2 separate regions of the Mus musculus genome follow, and region 1 is linked to region 2. The links are chromatin contacts, called in public promoter capture Hi-C maps. All regions are on one chromosome and are shown on one strand. Each heading gives the region's core, a stretch centred on a gene start, on an enhancer-like site or on the middle of the called end of the contact. The rest is flanking DNA. Distances are from core to core; before and after follow the strand shown. Region 1 overlaps Znfx1 (zinc finger, NFX1-type containing 1). Region 2 overlaps Arfgef2 (ADP-ribosylation factor guanine nucleotide-exchange factor 2 (brefeldin A-inhibited)).

What was found. Capture Hi-C pulls out chosen DNA fragments and counts their contacts.
Region 1: a contact with region 2 is called in a promoter capture Hi-C map of pancreatic islet. The contact joins two enhancer-like sites. A contact is called at or near these places in 3 of 484 Hi-C or Micro-C datasets (bone marrow-derived macrophages, cortical neurons and nephron progenitors) and 4 of 9 other capture datasets (adipose tissue, embryonic stem cells, liver and 1 more).

The regions. Positions count from the first base shown.
Region 1 is chr2:167,037,067-167,043,602 of GRCm38.p6, reverse strand. It overlaps Znfx1 (zinc finger, NFX1-type containing 1), which reads left to right. Exons shown (of 14, transcript NM_001033196.2): 9 at 916-1,055; 10 at 1,399-1,553; 11 at 1,764-1,909; 12 at 3,334-3,444; 13 at 3,731-3,826; 14 at 4,440-6,536. Among named protein-coding and RNA genes, the nearest start is that of Zfas1, 23 kb to the left of the region's middle. Within about 2 kb of position 4,037, at least 10 of the 459 cell types and tissues checked have an H3K27ac peak or open chromatin away from gene starts, as enhancers often do. A contact at or near this core is called in pancreatic islet, where this site is marked.
Region 2 is chr2:166,871,077-166,878,491 of GRCm38.p6, reverse strand. It overlaps Arfgef2 (ADP-ribosylation factor guanine nucleotide-exchange factor 2 (brefeldin A-inhibited)), which reads right to left. Exons shown (of 39, transcript NM_001085495.2): 28 at 6,873-7,033; 29 at 4,786-4,916; 30 at 4,500-4,629; 31 at 1,864-1,999; 32 at 83-221. Among named protein-coding and RNA genes, the nearest start is that of Cse1l, 31 kb to the left of the region's middle. Within about 2 kb of position 1,916, at least 70 of the 459 cell types and tissues checked have an H3K27ac peak or open chromatin away from gene starts, as enhancers often do. A contact at or near this core is called in pancreatic islet, where this site is marked.

The DNA.
Region 1 (6,536 bases), core at 2,788-5,287, 160 kb before region 2:
CATCCTTAGTCGCCCTGGAATCCAGCTCTTATCTCTGAGCCACGGTGGTGTGGTGCTGTGGCTTAGGTCTCCGATAGGCTTCCCAGTGCTTGTGAAGCACTTACTCTGTGCTAGCATGTGAACAGGAGACCTGCTACTCCACATACCAACCCGTAACCCTGACTGAGAATGAAGGCCTCTTAAGGACAACATGGCTGCAGTAATTTTCACCTTAGCGTCTGTCTGTGCCTTACTGGCTCAGGTTAGTAGTATTGTGTGGGGCAGAGGAATAAGCCCAGTTCTTAAAACTGTGTTGGGCTTCTCTCTGCTGTGTCACTTGGGATTGGGCCCTTTAGTGTGGTGACATCAGTTCACATGCCAGTCCTCATAAAATCTTGTAGCTTCATTCAGCGACAGATCCAGAAGGGATAAGATATTGTGTGCAAGGACCATTGTAGCTGGCCTATGACAGACCCTGTATCAAACGCCAGCTCCTAGGCAGTGACCCAGAGAGCAAGAGCCCGCGAGGCTCTACTTTGAGGATACATACCTACTGTAGAAAGAGGAGGAAATGGTTGTCAAAGCGAGTCCAGGCAGGAGTAGCAGGGAAAGGGGAAGCTAGAGACATGGCCCAAACACAGTCAGAAAATGTCACGATGACATCTGAGACATTGTGGCCAGTGGTCAGCCATTGCTGGCCAGGTGAGGTCCTTCCCAGGGCTCTTCACACTGCCAAGCCTGCAGCAAGCACCCTAGGTCACATCACTTGAGAAGAGTCAGGACAGATTTGGGGCCCAGGCAGGTCTCTGGAACTTTGTGTAACTACTCGTGATGGAGTAGCTGTTGAGAGAGTGAAACAGAGCTCACTAGGTAGCCATCCCTTTGTCCTGTGCTGGGGCCTCTGCTCACCGTCTTTCTTGGGGTTTACATCTGTAGACTCAGCGTGGCCAGAAAAAGAAGATGAAGAGGAGAGTGAAGGTGGAGCTTCGCAAACTGAATACCATGACCAAGGCCGAGGCCAATGGGATCCAGGACGTCTGGCAGCTGGACCTGAGCTCCCGCTGGCAGCTCTATAGGTATGGGTGTGGTGCCCAAACCTAGCCGGTCCCTGTGATTTCCCATGGAATTCTGTCTGGTCCCTAGGATGGGTCAGATTGGGCAGGACCTCCTACGGCTCAAATGAGGAGGACATTGGAGGCTTGCACAGCAGAGTGTCTGTGTGCTCTGTCTTCGCTTCCCTCCCTGCACAGCTTTTATGGGGCATTTTCAGCCTGGGTTTCTGTAATCTTGGGCCTCATTCTCCCTGTCTGGCCTGTAAACTCTGGAGCGCTTTAGGGCTCACTTGAGGAACTGGCACATCATTCACTCAAAGAGCACTTACTAAAGAAAGGCTTCCTTTCCTGGTTCTTCATTCTCCAGGCTGTGGCTGCAGATGTACCAAGCCGACACTCGCCGGAGGATCCTCAGCTATGAACGCCAGTACCGCACATGGGCAGAAAGAATGGCCGAGCTGAGACTCCAGGAAGACCTTCACATCCTCAAAGATGCCGAAGTTGTGGGCATGACAACCACAGGTAAGAAGGTGGGTGGGATTTACTTGTTGAAGCCAAGTTTATTGAGCAGGTCCCACCTGCTCACTTGGGGCCCCCACCCTCTTATTCAGTGGCTGCTCTAGCCCCCGGTGAGCAGGAGGGCTTAGTTTTCTGCCAGCCCAGGGAAGGTACAAAAGAACTGGCTTTTTATATCTTGTGCTCAAAGGAGCCTCTCATCTTTCCTGATTTGAGGTGCTGCCAAGTACCGCCAGATCCTTCAGCAAGTGGAGCCTCGGATCGTCATTGTAGAAGAGGCTGCTGAGGTCCTTGAGGCCCACACCATCGCCACACTAAGCAAAGCTTGCCAGCATCTTATTCTGATTGGGGACCACCAGCAGGTAAAGCAAGAATTCTTTAAAATGTTCTTTGGGGGACAGGACAAACAGAAGACCCTGACATCTTAAGAGCCCTCAAGCTTACTGGTGACTGTGTTCTCTCTCTTCCTTGCACCCATGTTTTTTCCCTCTGCAACCTCATGACTAGAGATTGCACTTGGGGCAGTCCACACATGCTGTATGTATGGGTGTTTTGCCTGCATGTTAGTGTACCTCATACCTGCAGTGCCTGGAGAGGCCAAGAGAGAGTAACAGATCCCCTTAGACTGAGTTACAAATGGTTGTGAGCTGGATACAGGAGTACTGGGAATTCCCCTGCAAGAGCAGCCAGTACTCTCAACCATAGAGCCATCTCTCCATTTCTCACCATGAACAATTGCATAGAAAATTCCTTAAGTCTTTTGCTTTCAGTTTTGCTACTGTTTAGTCTGTCCCCTGAAAAGGAGCCAAAGTGAATTAAAAGGAAAACAAACAAACAAACAAAAACCCTAGTAGTAATGGTGCACACCTTTAACCCAGCATTTGGGAAGCAGAGGCAGGCAGTCTCTGAGTTTGAAGTCAGCCTGGGCTGCAGAGGTCAGCCAGAGCTACATAGAGAAACTGTGCTTCAAAGAACAAAAGGTAACTTAGCCAGTCACAGCTAGCTTGTGACATACTGACACAGCTGCCTCAGATAAACCAAAACTTCAATCTCAGTAAATGAGACAATGTCACTTTTTTTTTTTAGGAAGATTTACTTATTTATTTTATGTATATCTTTAGACACTCCAGAAGAGGGCCACAATGTGGTTGCTGAGAATTGAACTCAGGACCTCTGGACAAGTAGCCAGTGCTCTAACCACTGAGCAATCTCTCCAGCCCATGCATGTCATCCTTAAAGCCCTCAGTGGCTTCTCACTACTCTTGATGTTAAAAATCAAGCTCCTTTGATTTTGAGATGATCAGTGTAGCCTAGGCTACCCTTGAACTCGCTTTGTAGCTGGGTGTGGCTTTATACTACTGGCCCTTGCCCCCACTTCCCAAGTGTGGGATTACAGGGACATGCACAGCCATGCCTAGCCTAAAGCTCCTACATAGCAAGATGATCTCAAAAACAGAAGTGGGCTTTGTCCTGTCTCTGGCTCACCTCATTTCTCAGGACCAACATTCACTGTCCTCCCTGCCCCTTCTCATGGCTTGCTTTGCAAATGAATGCAAGACTGGCAGCCTCCTCTGTCTGTGCTCCTGTCAACTCAGGCATCACTGTGCAGAGAGGCCTAGCCAGACCATTCATCCTCAGGGTTGGGTTCTTCCTGATCCTTGTCACTATTAACCCTGAACCTGCCAGCACCTGGGCTAGTGCCGCCTTCCAGCAGGCACTTGAAGCCCACGCTGCTGGGCTGTCGTGTGTTCCCACTGAGAATTCTCAGGCTTGTTTCTCTCCCCAGCTGCGCCCCAGTGCTAATGTGTATGATCTGGCCAAGAACTTCAACCTTGAGGTGTCCCTGTTTGAACGGCTGGTAAAAGTGAACATCCCCTTTGTCCGTCTGAATTACCAGGTGAGAGACTGGCTTGTGTTGCTACCGACATCTAGGAGAAGGCTCCTGGGTGCTAGCAATTAGAGCTGATTTATTGCTTAAATAGCCAGACAGAAATAGATAGCCAGTCAGAAATACTGTTTGAAACCATTTCGAAGTCCCCTGCTCTTCCAGATGAAGCCTCTTGCATCATGGTTTGTCCCAGTTGCTCTTTGGTGTTACCTCTGTAGGTTCCCTGCTGGTACCTTAGCCTCCAGAAAATGGCCCTTTGTCTTGCACTTGTTCCTAATGGCATCTGTTGTTTCAGCACCGCATGCGCCCTGAAATCGCCCGCCTTTTGACCCCCCACATTTACCAGGATCTGGAGAACCATCCTTCTGTTCTCAAGTATGAGCAGATTAAGGTCAGTCTGCCCTGCCTCTGATGTTGTCAGCAAAAATAGTCTCTAAAAGGGAGAAAAGGGAATAGAGCCAATAGAGCCAGGTCAGGACTGCTAAGCCTTAGGAGGAAGAATGAGAAAGAAATGGTGGCTCTTGACCTGGCGTCAATCTGTCTTGCCACTTGGCAGCTGTGTGACCCTGAATGAGTAAGTCAGCAAGAGATGCTGGTGCTGTGGTCTGCAGCCGGGTGATAACAGCAGCCCCTGCCCAGTCCCTGAGCCGTGCACAGGGCTACGTGCAGCAGTCAGCACTGCGCGTGCTGCGGACATCAGCTGCTTCTCATCACCAGCTACTGCGGCCCCCTTGCCCATGACAGGTGATTGAATACTTGGAAAACAAAAATAGGTTAATTAGTTTCCAGCTCAGTGCCACGGCACATGACTGCTTCAGAGGTAAAGATCTGGAGATGGAGGGCACAGAAAGCACAAAGACTCTTCCTGTGGCTCAGTGGTCAGTGTCCAGAGATGACGTGCAGAGAGCTGGGGTGTAGCGCAGAGGTCCCGCACGTGCACAGCACGGGTGAGGCTCCGGTTCCAGCCCCAGTGCTGATGTGCTGCCTGCCTCCTTATTTTCCAGGGTGTCTCCTCCAACCTTTTCTTTGTGGAGCACAACTTTCCTGAGCAGGAGATCCAAGAAGGCAAAAGTCACCAGAACCAGCATGAGGCACACTTTGTGGTGGAGCTGTGCCAGTACCTCCTGTGCCAGGAGTACCTGCCCTCCCAGATCACCATCCTCACCACCTACACTGGGCAGCTCTTCTGTTTGCGCAAACTCATGCCTGTCAAGACGTTTGCTGGCATCAAGGTCCATGTGGTGGACAAGTACCAAGGGGAAGAGAATGACATCATTCTCCTCTCACTGGTGCGGAGCAACCAAGAGGGCAAGGTGGGCTTCCTGCAGATCCCCAACCGCATCTGCGTAGCCTTGTCCCGGGCCAAGAAGGGGATGTACTGCATTGGGAACATGCAGATGCTTGCCAAGGTGCCCTTGTGGAGCAGGATCATCCATACCCTTCGAGAGAACAACCAGATAGGCCCGTCCCTCCGCCTCTGTTGCCAGAACCACCCTGAGACCCACACCCTTGTATCCAAAGCTTCTGACTTCCAGAAAGTACCGGAAGGAGGCTGCAGCCGGCCCTGTGAGTTCCGGTTGGCCTGTGGTCATGTGTGCACACGTGCCTGCCATCCATATGACTCCTCCCACAAGGAGTTCCAGTGCATGAAGCCATGCCAGAAAGTCCTCTGCCAGGATGGGCACCGGTGCCCAAATGTCTGCTTCCAAGAGTGTCAGCCTTGTCAGGTGAAAGTGCCCAAAATCATTCTGAAGTGTGGTCACAAACAGATGGTCCCTTGTTCAATGTCAGAGTCAGAGTTTTGTTGCCAGGAGCCTTGCTCCAAGATACTAAGATGTGGTCACAGATGCAGCCATCTCTGTGGTGAGGATTGTGTGCGGCTGTGTTCAGAAAGGGTCACCGTGGAACTTAAATGTGGGCACAGTCAACTGGTTAAGTGTGGCAATGTGGAAGATATAAAATATGGTCTGCCAGTCAAGTGTACCACCAAGTGTGACACTACTCTAGATTGCGGCCATCCCTGCCCAGGCTCCTGTCACAGCTGTTTTGAAGGGCGCTTCCATGAGCGCTGTCAACAGCCATGTAAGCGCCTGCTCATCTGCTCACACAAGTGCCAGGAGCCCTGCACTGGTGAGTGCCCACCCTGCCAGCGAACATGTCAGAACCGCTGTGTCCACAGCCAGTGCAAGAAGAAGTGTGGGGAGCTGTGCAGCCCCTGCGTGGAGCCCTGCGTCTGGCGCTGCCAGCACTACCAGTGCACCAAACTCTGCTCAGAGCCCTGCAACCGGCCCCCATGCTACGTGCCTTGTACCAAGCTGCTGGCTTGTGGCCACCCTTGCATCGGTCTGTGTGGGGAGCCATGTCCCAAGAAGTGCCGTGTCTGCCAACCAGATGAAGTCACCCAAATCTTTTTTGGCTTTGAGGATGAGCCTGATGCCCGCTTTGTGCAGCTAGAAGACTGCAGCCACATCTTTGAAGTGCAAGCCTTGGACCGCTTCATGAATGAGCAGAAGGATGATGAAGTTGCCATCAAGTTGAAAGTCTGCCCCATCTGTCAGGTACCCATCCGCAAAAACCTGAGGTATGGAACCAGCATCAAACAGCGGCTGGAAGAGATCGAGATTGTCAAGGAGAAGATCCAGGGCTCTGCAGGGGAGATTTCAACCAGCCAGGAACAACTTAAGGCCCTGCTGAAGAGCAAGACCCTCTTCCATCAGCTGCGTCCTGAAGAATTCCTAATACTTCAAGAGAAGCTGGCCCAGAAAAACCTGTCAGTGAAGGACCTGGGCCTGGTGGAGAATTCTATCCGCTTCTATGACCACTTGGCCAACCTGGAGGGGTCACTGGAGAAGGTGCATTGTGGAGAACAGCAGAGCGTGAGGACTCGACTTGAGCAGGTCCACGAGTGGCTGGCCAAGAAGCGCCTGAGCTTCAGCAGCCAGGAACTGAGTGACCTCCAGAGTGAAATCCAGAGGCTCACCTATTTGGTGAACCTCCTGATGCGCTGCAAGATGGCCGAGAAGGTGAAAGGCAGCATAGCAGAAGAGGTCTCCAGCATCCGGAACATTCTTGAAAAGACAAGTAAGTTCACCCAGGAAGAT
Region 2 (7,415 bases), core at 667-3,166:
GATCAGCGTCCACTGCACCTGGAAGCCTGGTGATGGATAGCCCCGGGCGGCACGGACACATCCCACATGCCTTAGCACTTACACATGTGGGATGGTGGTTTTGAAAATATCCAACATGCAATTGCAGGTTTCATCCCAGACAGCAGGGCTGAACTTCTCGCCGTTGGATATCACTAGGTTCTCTAAGCAGTTCGTACCTGATCGGGCCAACTGCTCATTATCTGCAAAATTCAACAGCATCTGTTGTTAAACTTTAACTGTTGTCCTGAAAGCAACCAAACAGGATCTGGGTCTGATGGTCCATGGTCTCTACCTGACACTGAGAGGTGGGGATTGTAGCTGGAGGCCTGTAAGCTTTAATGAAGCTAGGCTACGAAGAGTCAGCTGTTAGAGCTGAAGGATGCCACCCCAGGGGATCTCTTCTGGCCTTCACAGACATTCGGCACACACGTGGTGCACAGACATACATGTAGGAAGAATACCCATGCACATATAATTTTTAAAAATAAAAAAAAAATTTTTTAAAGAAGTACAATGATTAGTCAGTTTTGCTGAGGGGGAGGAGTGCTTTGTTACTTTAACTGGCGCACATACAGGAAATGGCATAAGATGCATAAATTAGTGTTTTTGGGCTGGAGGGATGGCTCAGCCGGTAAGAGCACTGACTGCTCTTCTGAAGGTTCTGAGTTCAAATCCCAGCAATTACATGGTGGCTCACAGCCATCTGTAATTGGATCTGATGCCCTCTTCTGGTGTGTCTGAAGACAGCTACAGTGTACTCATAAACATAAATACATAAATCTTTAAAAAAATCAGCTAACCCCAAAGGGACCCTCCTCCTTTGGCCTAATTTGGGAAGGGTGGATTCAATAAAGTTCTCTGGTTTGTTTAAAAAATTTTTTTAGCCGGACGTGGTGGCACACGCCTTTAATCCCAGCACTCGGGAGGCAGAGGCAGGCGGATTTCTGAGTTCGAGGCCAGCCTGGTCTACAAAGTGAGCTCCAGGACAGCCAGGACTACACAGAGAAACCCTGTCTCAAAAAACCAAATAAATAAATAAATAAATAAATAAATTGTTTTTAAAAATAGTGTTTCTGATATAATCACTAACTACCTTTCCAGTTTTTGCTATCAAAGTACTACAGCTATTTGCTACTTCCTTTAAAATGTGGTCCTTTTCGCCAGAAGGGCGTGGTGGCAGACACCTCTGACCCCAGCGCCTGGGCTGCAGAGGCAGGCGGATCTCTGTGACTCTGAGGCCAGTCTGTCTAAACAGATCAAGTTCCAGCACAGCCAGGCTGCACAGAGAAGGAGGAAAGAAGGAGTCACTTTTCAAAAAGATCTTAACTGAATTTAACTTTGCCCTAGGCCAAAATGGATCCAGGTCTGAGGGATACATGGTTTTTATCTGGTATACACTAACATGAACACATAACCACTAAATAAGATGTCACTGATGTAGCTGGTGATAGTAACTCCAAAAGTACTTTAAAAAATAGTTTACTATAAAAAAATTACAAACACATAAAACTTGAAAGAAGGGAGTTGAGGGAATAGCTCATGGACACACGGATGTACACACGGATGGACAGACACAGGCTGGGAGGAAAGGAGGGAGGGAGAAACGGAGGGGAATTAAAAAAAAAACAAACTTTAAAGCACAAAAGTGCATCTCACCCTTTAAAACAAAAACAACAAAATCCACCTTTAAACTGTGCTTATAAATCAACCTGGGAAGGGACTGGTGGACTGAATTGTACACAGTGACCCTTGGCATTGCATTTATACTTTTATGACAGAAAATTAATTCCTCATAAAGACTGTGTACGAGGAAACACTGCCCCTCCCTCACTTAATGAATACCTTGTTTCACGCACCACTGCAGCTGCGCAAACACATCAGAGAGAAGCACTTCATGCAAAGCTTCGTAGAACTGGGTGAATACGTCACAAATAGCGTACAGTGCATGATTGCACGTGGTCGTCATCCACTCTGATTTCTGAAAGGAAAAAAAATGAATCTTCAAAACCAACATCTCTAGGGTAAGATGGCTGCTCTTGCAAGCCTGGCTGTCACTCACATAAGTATCGACATCTCAAACCTGACTGCTTCTGCTTGCTCAGAACTACTCTCTCCACCGTCAGATCCTACAGAAACAGTCAGGCGGGTGAGGAAATGTTTGCAGAAGAAAATGTCCACCCCTGTAACATTCAGACTCTGAAAACTGCATGGTGTGATAGGCTTCACTGTGGACTCACAAATATTAAACTGTCCCTTAAAATAATATGGGAAAATAAAGACAACTGCATACGGGCTAAAGAGATGGCTCAGCAGTCGAGGGCACTTGCTAGGCAATCACGAGAGCTGGAGTTCAGATTTCACAGCCTTGGAACAAGCTTACCGTCCCAGGCACCCATTGCCCCATGTGTGGGAAGGGCTGAGGGAATATGGCGCCGCTGGGGTTTGCCAAGAGGAGACAATGAGAGCCTCACATTCACCAGGAGAGCTTGACTCAAAGTAATAGTGGACTATGAAAGAGGCGGTCACCCAGCACCTTATCCTGCCCCCCCCCACACTCTTTCAAAAAATGACGGCATAAAAGTACCAGAGAAATATAAAAATGATTACACAATGACAGAAAAGAAAAGTGTCACGAATAGGGTTCTCAAAATAAAAGCCAGAAGGAAATGAAACTGAAGACCTGGTAACATAGCGTAAATAAAGACCAGCACAGGTGCTGGCCTACAGAGCCCCACCCCTGACCAAGAAGCCATCTGCAGCTGACAGTTGCCAGGAAAGGGAAATCCACTTTCCGCAATGGAGCGATACAGAGTGAGGAGTTACACTGTGTGTGTGTGTGTGTGTGTGTGTGTGTGTGTGTGTGTGTGTGTGTGTGTGTGTTTTTTAAGACAATGAGAAAGAACAAAGTTGGGTATGCGGGAAGAATGTGGGAACAGTTGGAGGAGGGGAAAACACAACCAAAATATACTGTGTGAGGAAAGTTTTAAGCTGGACGTTGGTGGTGCACATCTTTAATACCAGCATCTGGGAGGCAGAAGCAGGCGGATTTTTGAGAGTTTGAGGCTAGCCTGATCTATATATGGAGTCCAGAACAGCCAGAAAAAACTAAATAAAAAGAAAATAAAGATACCAATGAAAAAGTAAGACTACAAAGTGACCTTCGGGTCCACCCAGGCTGGAGGATGACACTGCCTCAAAAACAAAACACACAAGTGAAAAACCAACCAAACCCAGCCCCTCAACAAACAGAAGAGGAAGCAACTGGGAAAAGCTGATGACACAGGACAAAAAGCCAGGTCCAAAAAGCCAGGTCCCAATAGGAAGATGTGGTGATCAGTGGTGGCAGCCAGCCAGCCAGCCAGCAGAGCCTCTGCCCGTGCAGAGCACCGAGGTAAATGAAAGCAAAGGCTGGATAGTGTGGGGAAAGGGGAAGGCCCACAGTGCCCTGCAGACATGCAAGCCATGGTGTGTGGACATGAATGCAGAAGTTAGGCCTCCCGGATTCCTGTCCTCAATTACAAGGGAATTTAGGAACGCTCACTTCAGAGCGTCGCCCAGCGAGCATGAGGACTGAGTCCAATCCCCAGACCCCTAGAATCTGTGTAGAAAGCTATGCGGGGGCTGGGCATTGCAGAAACAAACCCTAGAGCTGGAGCACACGTGCGGACCACATGCTTCCTGCATGCTAGACAAGCATTTTTCTGAAATGAATATTTATCTATCTATTTATGATGAGGAAAAAATTACTCTAACATTAAAGAACAGGACAAATGTCTACACTAGGACTTCAACTGTATAAACTGTTTAAGTAGGAAAAGACAACATAGTGGTAGCCTCAGTTTCTATGTGATAGAGGTGTGAACTCTGTGTATCCGGAATATTTCATCTAGTGCATGTTATTTTTATGCTGGTATGAGGGGGAAATGATGTTCCTGAAATAATACATTAATAAAGGGCCAGTCAGGTAGTGATGGCACACACTCGTAATTTCAGCACTCAGGAGGCAGAGGCAGGTGGATAGCTATGACTGTGAGGCCAGCCTGGTTTACAAACTAAGTTCTAGGTCAGCCAGGGCTACACAAATAAACTCTGTCATAAAAAGACAAAAAAGAAAAAGAAAAGAAGACAGCTGTGCTTGTCTTGTCTGTGCATCTCTGCCATTGCTCTCGATCCTGCAAGACCAGGTCAGAGCGTGGCACACACAAGAAGAGCAGCCATGAGCCTGCAGAGCTGGCAGGCAGTGTCCAGGTCCAGGAGGGCAAACCATGAGGAACTTCCTCTCCCTTTTCCCAGAAAGGGATCTCCCAGAACTAGCTGACACTGGTCTAAGATGGTCAGTGCTTCTGTCCACTTGTAGAAGCATCTTAAATAGTTGTTAAGTTGTTAAACCCCTGTTATCTGGCAAGACAACCCCAAGGAGGAGGCCGGCCATGGGCCCATTACATCTACTCACAGGCCACACTGTAGACATCACCCACCTCTGACTGTTGCTCAGGGAGTTTCATGTTGTCAAAAATTCGAAACACGATTCTGAACAGGTCCTGCCACCAGTGCTTTGCAAAGGTGTGGCCATAGCTCTTCATAATCTCAAACATGACCGTGAGTCCCCTGGGGGAAAAATAAAGGAGAGCAGGGAGAAGGTGAGGAAGAAATGGCCAAACTGAGATGGAGGCAAGGGTCAGGGAGGGGAGGTGTGAACCTGGGGTGGGGTAAGAAGCGACTCATTTTAACATTGATGTCCAGCTGCCTTGGGGATCCAGTTACCTTGTGCGTACATCTAACTTGCATCTGTTAATGATGCAGGAGAGTTCAAACAGGATGGGAAACCAGCCTCTGACCCAGACCCTGTCACCAGGAGCCACATTCATATCATCACTTGTGTACTCTTGCAGCACCTGAAATGAAAATCATGTCTCAGATGTAGTGTAAGCAAGCAGGAGGGGTCAGAAAAGCAGCCACACAAAGACTGAGGCTCTAGACAATCTTTTCCCAAACTCTCTTCCGAAGTCTAGAAGGGGAAATCCCAGAGACCGAGGGAGACATTCCCCTGCCCACTGAAGGTGTCATTCCCATGAGCCTACAGACCAGAGGGAGGCAGCTCACAAGAGCACTGGGGCAGAGAGTGAATGTTACATTAAGAAACATGCTAAGGGGCTGGAGAGATGGCTCAGCTGTTAAGAGCACTGACTGCTCTTCCAGAGGCCCTGAGTTCAATTCCCAGCAACCACATGGTGGCTCACAACCATCTGTAATGGGATCCGATGCCCTCTTCTGGGGTGTCTGAAGACAGCTACAGTGTACTCATATACATAAAATAAATTAGTAAGTAAATCTTAAAAAGAAAAAGGAAAGATGCTAATGATCAACGGCTGCTAAGTACCCAGAATTCCTTGTGTTTCCAGAAATCACTGCGACATAGTACTCAATAGCAGCTACTACTAGTTACAAAGAGCTTGCTATGTGCCCATTTTACTGACAAGCTGCCTGGCTCACAGGCACTGACACCTAAGTGGTTGTCCATTATGTAGCCCGGCTGGGAGGATTTCCACAGCCTGGTGCAAACCTCCACATCAACTAGGATGTCTGTGTTCCCATCATTTCAATGCTTTGGAACCAACCCTTAATTGTTCCCAGGTCTTACCCGGAAAGATGAGACATATAAGAAAAACCCAGGGCTGGTGAGATGGCTCAGTGGGTAAGAGCACCTGACTGCTCCTCCAAAAGGTCCGGAGTTCAAATCCCAACAACCACATGGTGGCTCACAACCATCCGTAAGGAGATCTGACGCCCTCTTCTGGTGTGTCTGAAGATAGCTACAGTGTACTTACATATAATAAATAAATAAATCTTTAAAAAAAAAGAAAAACCCAAACTTCTCCAGAAGCAAACAGAAGGCGTCTTCCCCCCTTTCCTTTCTTAGAGAGGGGGGTTTAGGGTGGGCTCTGTTGCATGCAAAGCTCTGTCACAAACCTCCATGACCAATCCACAGATGCAATTTGGAACTGTGATTTCTCAGCGTGTCAGTGGCAAATGTCATTTCTTAAAAGGGAGAGTTTCTTTTTTGTTTTGTTTTGTTTTGTTTTTTTCGAGACAGGGTTTCTCTGTATAGCCCTGGCTGTCCTGGAACTCACTCTGTAGACCAGGCTGGCCTCGAACTCAGAAATCTGCCTGCCTCTGCCTCCCAAGTGCTGGGATTAAAGGTGTGTGCCACCACGCCCAGCTCTTTTTTGTTTTTGAGAAAAGGTCTCACTATATAACTCTGGCTGTCCTGGAACTCACTCTTTAGACCAGGATGACCTCAAACTCTCAGGGGTCCCCCTGCCTCTGCCTTCTGAGTGCTGACATTAAAGGTGTGCACCTCCACTCCTGGTTCCTCTGGTTAATGTTATGTCTGTGGAGTGTGCACTGAGTATGAGCGTGCGGAGCCCAGAGGCTGTCTGATCCTCTGCAGCAGGAGTTACCGACAGCTGAGAGCTATAGAATGTGGGTGGTGCTGGGACCAAACTCAGGTCCTCTGAAAGACAGCAAATGCTCTTCTCCACCACGTCACCAAAGCCCAACGGTTTCCTCTCCTTCATAACGAACATCGAGCTTCTTGACCTTTCTGCCTAAATGCGACAGCTAGGACACTGTCACCTTTTAGGAGGACAGTCTGCAGAAAAAAAGCTCAGTATGAACAACTGCCAGGTGTAATGGTAACTGCATGGAATCCCAGCACTCAGCAGACTGAGGCAGGAGGATTGCCTTAAGTTTAAAGCATGCATACCCAGCACCAGTGGAAAGAGCTTTCTCTGTAGTTTTGGCCCCATGACTTTCTGGTCCCCCCACAGAAGCAAGGCTGGGAGACACACCCGAGGCCTCTCTGAGACGTATTTCCCACAGAAGCGGATGAGCCGGATGGCCTCCATGCTGGTGTCAGGGAAAGCTGCATTGCAGGCGAACTCAGACAAGCACTTCACAGCATCCTGGAAGGAGTCGATGGCTGCAGGGAAGTGGTGCTGGAAGATGGTTGCTGGGGAGACAAGAGGCAGCAAGATTTAGAAATGGAGGACCGGGACAACTGCCTTCATGAATCCGATCACACCAGGGCTGCTGGACAAGGCTTCGCACAGCTGACATACTTCCTTTGTGCTTTAGTTTCCTCTTTGATAAAATGGAGGAAACAAAATCTCAGTAGTTCTGTTTACAATGTCCACAAATTCAACTATGGAATATTAAACATCTGCTCGCAGGGGGGACAGAGGCTTCCTGTGAGCCTGTTGTCCTCATCAACCAGTGACCTTGTCCGTGTTCTTAATGCCTTGGGTGACAGGCACTGTTAAGACATCAGCACTAACCCAGCAGTCAATAGCACCGCACCTCCTGTCTGCAGCAGCTTATCTTTCTATACAGGA